2 separate regions of the Mus musculus genome follow, and region 1 is linked to region 2. Evidence: chromatin contacts called from public promoter capture Hi-C data. All regions are on one chromosome and are shown on one strand. Each heading gives the region's core, a stretch centred on a gene start, on an enhancer-like site or on the middle of the called end of the contact. The rest is flanking DNA. Distances are from core to core; before and after follow the strand shown. Region 1 overlaps Chd7 (chromodomain helicase DNA binding protein 7). Region 2 overlaps Chd7 (chromodomain helicase DNA binding protein 7).

Region 1 (4,788 bases), core at 485-2,984, 90 kb after region 2:
GTACGTTAGGCTCCTAGCTCCAGAGACAGTGAGACAGTGTATCTCATGGACATCTCAGGGATTGGTCCAGGGCCCCACTGCACACTCTTATCCAGGCTTATCCAGGATCTGTAACTGAGCTCTCATGGAGTTATGGCTGTGTCCAAGTGGCACCCGCAAGAAAGTTTAATCATCCGTAGTAAGCTGTTATGAACTAGTCGTAAGAGAGGAAAGTGCACCAACTGGCCTAAACTTCTATTCTACAGAGCATGTCTTTGGAAAAGTAGGAGCAAATCTGTACATTGGTGGGAGTGGTAAGATAAGCTTAGTGGGAGAGAACTCTGGATGGTGGGAGTACATGCCATAAAGATGCATGTGGTTGAAGAGTGTCTGCATATGGTAGCCAGAGTCCCCGGCAAGTAGCAGCTCTCTGTGGAAGGAGGAAAGCTCTACTCTTCTTTCCAGTTGCCTTTGCTCTGCATACAAGATGAATGCACTACCAGCTGCACTTTAACTAAGTAGTTGAGTTTATCATAACCCATATCCAGTTGATGTTTTCAAATCTAACCTCAAAGGAAATCTTTAATTGCTAATTTTTAAATTTTGTCTTGTGATACATGGGGCAGAAATTGCAACTGTCTCCAGATGTTTGACCCCGGTGTTCACGTCCCATCCCATGACTCACAACTGCTTATAACGCTGTCTTGGGAGGACCTGATCCCTCTGGCTCTGCAGGCATCCACTCTCGAATGCACACATGCACACGTATGCACACACTTTAAATTCTAAAAGTTAAAGGAAAGAAATTATCAGTGGCATCAAAAAGGCAGGAGTGTTGTTTTGCTGCTTCTTAATAAATTTAAAATTTTATAATGTGAGTTTAGATTTCTCTTTGAATTATTTATGTTTCAATTTTTCACTAAAATAATTCCAGCCTGCCTGACATTTGCTTTCTCAAAGTGAAAGTCTCATTTTTAAAAGACAATTCCTTGATCATTAAGTGGTTTTAAACTATATTACACTTCATTTTTATCCCGGGTTGTATGCCTCATAGACAAAGAATACCCAAATATCATAGGGTTAAATTATTCATTTCTAAATCGTAAGCATCTTATGAGCATTATACAAAAGAGTAAAACTTACTAAAAGATATAATGTGATAATTCACTGTGAGTCTCTGTGTGAGCCCAGGAGAGCTTTCTGAACCTAGTGCCTGCCAGGTCTCCAGACCGCAGGCCTGGGGACACCATCACCTTTAGTCAGGGACACTGTGGCTTCTGTCCTTAACATGGCATCTCCTCCTTATCTTTCCTTGGTCTGTTTCCACACTTACAGAACTAATCTGAATCTCAGCTTTTTGTTCTTGTGGAAGGCGACTAAGGGTCAGGCCCTTCCGAGAGAGTTGGCATTTTCTGCCCGGTTCACTTTGTGAAAAGGTCGTGCACCTGTGGAAGGCCTGGCATTCGCTCCAAACATCAAGTGGCTTTAATCTGCCCTTGATGATTCTTAACTCATCTAGTGTTCTCTGTATGACCCCATGGGGACAGCCTCAACACCACCTTAAATGGAAGCAAGACTGTCCTTCACTGGCATTGTGTTGCCTGTGGAGGTGCCATAAGCCGTTACAGTGGCCTTCCTGACCCAACCCGACCTTCAGACGCCTTTGGGAGATTTCTGTAACCCACATCGGTACGTCACATACAGTGGGAGGAAGTTCCTGGCACAGTATAATGGCAGGAAGTGAGTGCTTGGGGTTAAACTTGGTGTGCTTTCGTTCTCAAAAGCATCTATGATAGGAGAAGAGTGTGAAACCCAGCCCTGTGTACTGGGGGCCCAGAGGCCAAGGAGGGGGCCAGATCACCTCTGCTTCACTCCAGCCAAAGGACTGGAGCATTGAGAGAAGCCTACCTGCCGCTGCCTGAACCCACAGCACGATGGAGGCCGTAGCTGTGAGCCTTCCTCCTCGGGGACATGTCCTTCCACTGAGTGCTCTACCGCACTCTGTGAGCCTTCCTCCTCGGGGACATGTCCTTCCACTGAGTGCTCTACCGCACTCAAACTTCTGCACAGTGTAGAACATCGAGAAAGGGGACTTAGCCAGGAAGCCATAGGTTGCCTTGGTTTTCATCTTTGGAGGGTTTGGGCATTGCTGTTTTTGTTTTACTCAGCTGACACCCCCTTCGCCTGTAGTTCAGGCTCTAGCTTTTCTGTAGGTATTTGGCCCTTGGCTTGTTTTCGACACCTATGGCCTAACAGTCTGTTGTTGAAATCTGGGTGTGTTTTGTTTGGTTGGTTTTGGTTTGGTTTTGTTTTGTTTTGTTTTTTAATATAGTCAGCAAACATTTGGTGGCTGGAAAATGTGGATCTCTCTCCAAACTGCCTCAGTATATGGAACTTAAAACTTTGGTCCCTTTTTAGGCCTGTGGTTATGTGTGGATCTAACTTGGAGTAAGCAGGTGGCTTCCTGCTCTTACATGTGAATGGGATATTCTGATTTTGCCAGTTTGCTGTGGGTTTTGAAAGCAAATCCATTGTTTTTAGTAATAAAAACCTCTTACAGTATTCACGTCATGCCATCCAATCTCTGCAGGTGCTGAAGAGAAAATTTTGGAAGAGTTTAAAGAAACACACAATGCAGAGTCTCCAGATTTTCAGCTCCAGGCAATGATCCAGGCTGCTGGCAAGCTGGTGCTGATTGACAAGCTGCTGCCAAAGCTGAAGGCTGGTGGCCACAGGGTGCTTATCTTCTCCCAGATGGTGCGCTGCTTGGACATCCTGGAAGACTATCTCATCCAGAGACGGTGAGGCCACTGCATAGAAACAACAGAGAGAGAGGGCAGGATGCGGTGTGAGTCACCTAGAAGTGACATTTACAGTAGAGGTGGCAGAGTGGGAACAATATATCACACACCCCCCCCTTTCAAAGCCACAGTTATATATAAGGGCATCTTACATGAGAGCAGGGGGCACTGTGTACTTTTTTTTTTTTTCTGAGACAGGGTTTCTCTGTGTAGCCCCTGGCTGTCCTGGAACTCATTCTGTAGACTAGGCTGCTCTTGAGCTCACAGAGATCCACTTGTCTCTGCTTCCTTAGTGCTGGGATTAAAGGCGTTTATCACCACCGCCAGGTATATGTAGGTTTCTTTGTTTGTTTGTTTTATGCTGCATACTTTTGTGAGCAGTTTTTCTTCATTTCGTTCAACTTGGGGAGAAGAGTTCTTACTTAAAATTAAAATGTATTTTATCAGCTGTTTTTAGAGTTTAGCTGTTTCCTTGAGGAAGTAAAACAAAACTTTAAATCTTGAGTGTTCTGGCAGTTGTATGGAAAACACTCCTGATTTGAAGTATTTATGCTAAATCCTTCTATTATGTGAGTGCATATTCCATATTGGAATACTTATTTGAAAGCAAAAATGAGCGAGCATATGGTAGCTGTGGGTCAGGCCTCCGTGTTGTATTTCCAGGTACCCATACGAAAGGATTGATGGCCGGGTCAGAGGCAACCTCCGCCAGGCAGCTATTGACAGATTCTCCAAACCTGATTCTGATAGGTTTGTGTTCCTCCTGTGCACACGGGCAGGAGGGCTAGGCATTAACCTCACTGCTGCTGATACCTGCATCATCTTTGATTCAGACTGGAATCCCCAGAATGACCTCCAGGTAAGTGGGGGCAGGCCACCTGTCCCCAGTGCCTCTCGTGACAGACTTATCAGTCACACCAGTGAACTAGTGTGTCATTGCCTTTGTCTCCTGACTCAGAGGATATCAACTAGTGATCACCTGATGTGTGATATGAGAGGAAACCCTTTAGAGTGTTGGTATCGTTCCAAACTGCACCTTTCATTATTTCAACAATGTGTGGTTTTAGAACTAACTAGAGAGACATGTGTTTCTTTTCGTTCTTTTGTTTTGTTTTGTTTTGTTTGTTTTTTGTTTTTAGAGACAGGGTTTTGCTGTATAGCCCTGGCTGTCCTGGAACTCACTTTGTAGACCAGGCTGGCCTCGAACTCAGAAATCTGCCTGCCTCTGCCTCCCGAGTGCTGGGATTAAAGGCGTGCGCCACCACACTCGGTGAGACATGTTTGTTGAGTTGATCACTTTGGCTGCCATAACAGAATGCTATGATGGGGTAGCGTAAACAATATCCATGCCTTTTTCAAGGTTCTGGAGTTGAACTGTGAGGTCTGGATGCCAGCAAGATTAGGTTATTGCTGCATAGACAGCTGTCTTCCTCCTGCTGCTTCTTACAGGACACTAATCCTGTTCATCAGGGCACCACCCTCGTGACCTAATTACCTCTGAGTCCTCATCTCTAAATCTAACATTGAGATCAGCTTTTAACCCACGTAATTAGGGAGGACACAGACCTGTGTGTGCTCCACAGTCCTGTGCTCCATTGCAGCAGCCTTTGGTTCCTTTTCTTTCTAGGCTCAAGCTAGATGCCACAGAATAGGGCAGAGCAAATCTGTGAAAATCTACAGGCTGATTACAAGGAACTCCTATGAAAGGGAGATGTTTGACAAGGCTAGTCTGAAGCTGGGTCTGGATAAAGCCGTGTTGCAGTCCATGAGTGGAAGAGAAAATGCCACTAACGGGGTAAGAAGAAACTGCCCAGGTTGTGCGTTCAGTCTGCCTTCCTTTTGCATCCAGCTAATTGTTAGGAAGTATTTGACATTGTTTTTTGTTGTTTATTTTCTTGAGACAAGGCCTCACTATGAGCTCTTGCTGGCCTGGAACTTGCAGATCCACCTGTTTTTAACCTCCTGATTTCTGGGTTTAAAGGAGTGTGTTACCACACTCCACTGGCTG
Region 2 (4,691 bases), core at 690-3,189:
GAAATCTTTTGCCTTAAGAAAACGATCAGTAAGCAGATGGACATATTGTAAACCACCCTTAGATGTCCACTGCTTAGAACCTATTAAATATTCAAGTCTGCCACTAAGAACTGGTGAAGCTTTTTGGATGAAGTCATCGTTGTTGGTCAGTTGCGGATACCAGAACCTTCTTTTCCTTTAAAAGCTTTACCATTGTATTGCTTGGTTGGTTTCCTGGAACAAGTGTCACTTGTTATTGTTTGTTCTCACTTCGAGTGGTCCTCCAACCTGCCACTGAGGAAAAACTCCTAGACTGAGAGCAAGTGTCCCAACATTCATATGCAGATTCCACGTGCAGGGTCAAGGGTGGGGGTGGGGCTGAGGGATGCTCTGAGACTGTATTTTGCAAAGTGGCTGAGGTCTGGTTTTCCTGTCCCCAGACCCCCAATTCAAAGGGCAAGCCTCTAATCTCTAGGAAGAGTGAGGGAAACATCGTACAGCAGAATGCACGGTGCTCTGTGACCCTTGGCTTTAAGGCTTTCACACGAAGCAAGCCATGACTCATTGAGTCAGTAGTCTACAGAGGATTGGCCGTTCTCGGGACTTTAGAGAACACGCAAGGGCCTGACTCCGTGGCAGAGTCCAGCTGAGGGAGAAGGAGCAGGAGGAGGATGTGGTCCTGCAGGGACAGGAGGATGGTGAGGTGGTCTAGGTCTAGACAGACCTGAGACAGCCCAGCAAACTGAGCGAGTTCGGAATCCTCCAGGGGATTTACTAGAGCAGCTGGCTGCCTGGGGACAGGGCCACATCTGTTTGGTTGAGTGTTGGATATGCAGGGTGTCGGATGTCTTACATCATCATGATTGGTTATTATCTGGTGAAAAAAAATACACGCCGTCCCTGCAATCATTGTTAAGGTTTAAAACTCACTTTATGGTTCTGGGGATCAAATCCAAGGTCATATATTTACTAAGCGTGCCCTCCATGTGAAGTTGCATGACCAGTCTCTCATTCATACCTTGTTTGTTTATTCACTCCTTTATTTACTTCTGTGGTGGTGTTTTTAAGACAGGCTCTCACTCAGTAGCACTGGATTGGGATTGGATAAGTAGACCAGGCTGACCTTACACTCACAGTGAACTCCACCTGCCCCTACCTCCTGAATGCTGGGATTAAAGGTGTGAGCCACACCACTTCTAGCTCCCAGGTTTATTTTTAATACATTATTTGGACTAATCCATGCCTTCAAAAGGAACACCACCATTCTAAATAATTTTCTGTACAGTTCAGAATTATTCCTAAAATGATCAAAATGGAAATCTGTGTTAGGAAATTGAGGAAGGAGAGATGTGGTAGGTTGAAAGTGTAGTTAAAATGAACATATAGAAAAATACCACATAGTATAGCGCAGGGGATGATATTGGCCTTTGAATCAATACAAACTTTCGTGACCAAGATTGTCACTATTCAAAATGGTCTTTCTCCAACGGGACCTTCAGGAAGCAGTGGGTAGCGTTTTTGTCGGTGGGTTTCTGCACCGCCACAGGTGTTACATCTTTGCCCTGTCTGATGAGTAGCCCTTGAACACTTGAATTCATGTGGTTTTTAAGAGTCAGAACTGCATTTTAAAATTCATTTATTTTTAATGATTTTAAAAGGCAACACATGGCTGGCTTAGGGAGCACAACCGTAGCGTACCCCACAGTGCCCAGGGACATTAACGTGGAGGAAAATGTGATCTTGGCCAGAGAGTTCCGGAAGGGCCCCGCTTAGTCCAGGAGGCAGATTTGAAGCTGCCTGGTGATGAACTGAGGTTCTGATGTTGTGATTTGGAGGCACTTCCTGATTTCTTTATCTGGATGTTTGTCATCTGGAGAGATGCCTTGCCCAAAGGCAAGCCTTGGCCCCACTGGACTTGCCTCTTTCCAAGTTGGCTGTTGAAGGCTGTGTTGCCAGTGGGGAGGTGGCTGCCCATGGGCTCTGTTTAGTACTTTCAGTTTGAATTCAGGCTCAGCAGCGAACCCTTTATCTTCTGTGTGTTCACTTATCACCATGTGGATTCCGTTCTTGTCTTGATAGTACTGTCTCCTTGGTGACAGAGTGGCCTCTTTCTGGGTTGTGGGGAGGGTGGTGATACACTGTGTTCCAGCGGCAGGGCATGCCTTGGGAAACTGATGTATACTTCCCTCCATGCAGAGTCTCTGCCAGTTCTTTTCAGGACCTTTGGAGGTAAAGGAGAGAAGTTGAGCAAGCCACCCACAGTGGAGCTAGCAGGGAGCCCGGAAATCCTCAGTATCTCACGGGCAAACACCCTACAAAACTTCATACTTGCCAAAGTGTGCTGGACATTCAGGGAAGAGCTCTGCTGTCCGAGGGCTTGAACTAGAGGAATTATTTGCATCCGAAAGGTGTTTTGAATTCGTCCCTTTCCTGGATAGGTTTCTGATCTGTGCCTGTGAATAAAACCTCTGCACTGTGGTACTGCATTAAAGCTCGGGCACAAAGGCCCGAGAATTTCTAGAATTTCTAGAATCTGCATTAAGTAGAACATCAGTGTGACACTGTCCAATAAAAACTAACTTAGAATGACATCATTTACAGCTCAAGGATTTCTAACTCCTATTGCCTTCGTGTGTATTTGTTGCTCTTAGTGCTGATTTTGATGTCTTTAATTTCAAAAAGATTTAGAAATCTCGTGGCACTCGGGATGGAGCCCAGGGTTTTGTCCGTGCTGGGCCAAGGCTAGGAGCTACCTTCTCAGCTCACTGCTGGTTCTTTGTGCTGTTTACTTGTTTAGACCTGCCTGTTGATTCCCAGGGAAATGACCAGCAGTCCCCACTTGGTCCTCTTACCCGCTGTTCCTAACCGTGCGCTCTGATGGAGTTCCTTGAGAGGAATGTGCTTCTGTTTGGTGAAGAAGCTGTGCTTCATGGCCTGGTCTCTGACCAAGGTGGAGCTGATGTGAGCCCCTGCCCGCCTTCATCCCTGCTCATTCCTTACAGTTGCCTGTCCATTCAGGGAACTGTTTGCCATTCAAACTTTAATCTAGGTTCCATTAACTTATATAAGGGCTTTTTTCATCTGTGAAGAGGAGCATGGGCCAGAGGCCCAACAGTGCTTGCCAGCTCTGAGCTGCTTGCAAGTGGCATCGAGCTTCTGCCCATGCTGATGGTCCCCTTCGGTCACAGTCCTGTGCCCCCCTCTCACCTCGGCACCAGTGCATCTTGTGAACTCTCTTTGAGTTACACCCCAGTTATTAAAATGTTTCTCTAGGGTGCATTTAATGCATAACTACTAGGAAGTGAAGCATTTTTTCTGATTGTTACTCTTAGGTGTGGCCCTCTCGACAGTGATATAGGCACAGGTGGCATTCAGTGTAGAGAAGGGTGCAGCCTTCAAAGTGGAGCTTTATTTTAAACATGTTATAAAAACTGAGACTCATGTTGCAGCTGCAATTTGGGAAAGTGGTCATTCACGTGGTCTTAATAAAAAAAAAATTGACCAAAATCAATTAATTAAGTTAGGTCAGATCGAAAGTATGGACCATGGTTACCAGATGGATTCCTGGCACAGTTGCCAGTTGGTCTGAGGTGTCAGAAAAGATTCAAGGTGGCCTTGGTGGCCGGAGAGCTAGCAATCACTGATGGTAGATTTCGATCCACAGGTTTTTAAGTCCTGCCTGGGCCACACCTGAGGTGGTCACAGCTGCAGTGGGTCACATGCTCACTTGATGCCGTACAATGCTGGCATTTTTCATGCCTCCGGGAGTGGATTCTTAATGGGAATGAATAGGGAACCGGAAGGAGGGAAACAAAGCCAAGCGTCTGGTATAATTACTCTCAGCGAGCCTGGTTTGTCTCTTCTTGTGCCCGTACAACTTCTTTTCCCCTTCTGCTGGGTCCTTAGCTGATAAAAAGCAAGCGTCAAGTCCACTGCTGCTACTTCAAGCAGGCTCTGCAGGGCCCCGGGCTTCGGGGTGTGCCCCAGCAGACGAAGCTGTTGGGAAATGAAGGAAGGTCTTCCAGAACATATAAGTGCTATTACCTTCCTTAAACTGCGTGGTAAGCTGGCTGCATGGCTGGCTTAAGCTGTTATCAATTACATTGTAACATTTATTTCCTTGGAAGTTAAGAGTGAGCCTTGAGCAAATGAAGACTGACTTTTTAAGTTTTTTTAGGTTACGCACAAATTCAGTTTATCAATATTTGTTGCACTTGGCACTGGAATTTCTACTCCCTGCTCTGGACTTTTATTTGTTCTGGGGGGAAAAAAAAACCCAGCATATTTTTAGAGAAACAGCTTTCCTATGTACTTGATTCTCTCCTGTCTGACCTCTGTATTTGGAGAAGGTAGATCAGAAAATATATGGCAGGTAGTGGCAGAGTGAGGCGACCTTTGACGTTGGCTGACAGCTGTCACCTGAAAGCTACAGACCCTCTCAGGTGTCATGTCTGTAGTGCTGACAGTGAGCAGGAATGTTGTTTACATTTCCATAAACAGAGTCTCCTCCGTGTTACGAATACGTTAGGATAGGGCAGGTAGAAGAGAGGGTTATCTGTCTCATGGGTGACTCCTTACAGAGTTGGTTATATGCATATTCTTGTGGCAATCCGCAGTAGAATTCACAACTGAGTCTGTCCAGAGCATCTCTGGAAATTCTCCATCGTGTGCTTCTGTGTGTCGCAAGTGGGTCAGTGCCACCCAGTGCTTAA

The links. Capture Hi-C pulls out chosen DNA fragments and counts their contacts.
Region 1: a contact with region 2 is called in a promoter capture Hi-C map of adipose tissue. The contact joins two enhancer-like sites. A contact is called at or near these places in 2 of 484 Hi-C or Micro-C datasets (rod photoreceptor and stem cell-derived neural stem cells), 1 of 115 datasets of contacts at active chromatin or transcription factors (CD8 T cells) and 3 of 9 other capture datasets (adipose tissue, liver and pancreatic islet).

The regions. Positions count from the first base shown.
Region 1 is chr4:8,835,982-8,840,769 of GRCm38.p6, forward strand. It overlaps Chd7 (chromodomain helicase DNA binding protein 7), which reads left to right. Exons shown (of 38, transcript NM_001277149.1): 16 at 2,570-2,780; 17 at 3,444-3,639; 18 at 4,408-4,575. Among named protein-coding and RNA genes, the nearest start is that of Gm46842, 72 kb to the right of the region's middle. Within about 2 kb of position 1,735, at least 130 of the 459 cell types and tissues checked have an H3K27ac peak or open chromatin away from gene starts, as enhancers often do. A contact at or near this core is called in adipose tissue, liver and stem cell-derived neural stem cells, where this site is marked.
Region 2 is chr4:8,745,357-8,750,047 of GRCm38.p6, forward strand. The region is part of intron 1 of Chd7 (chromodomain helicase DNA binding protein 7); the gene reads left to right. Among named protein-coding and RNA genes, the nearest start is that of Gm46841, 30 kb to the left of the region's middle. Within about 2 kb of position 1,940, at least 21 of the 459 cell types and tissues checked have an H3K27ac peak or open chromatin away from gene starts, as enhancers often do. A contact at or near this core is called in adipose tissue, liver and stem cell-derived neural stem cells, where this site is marked.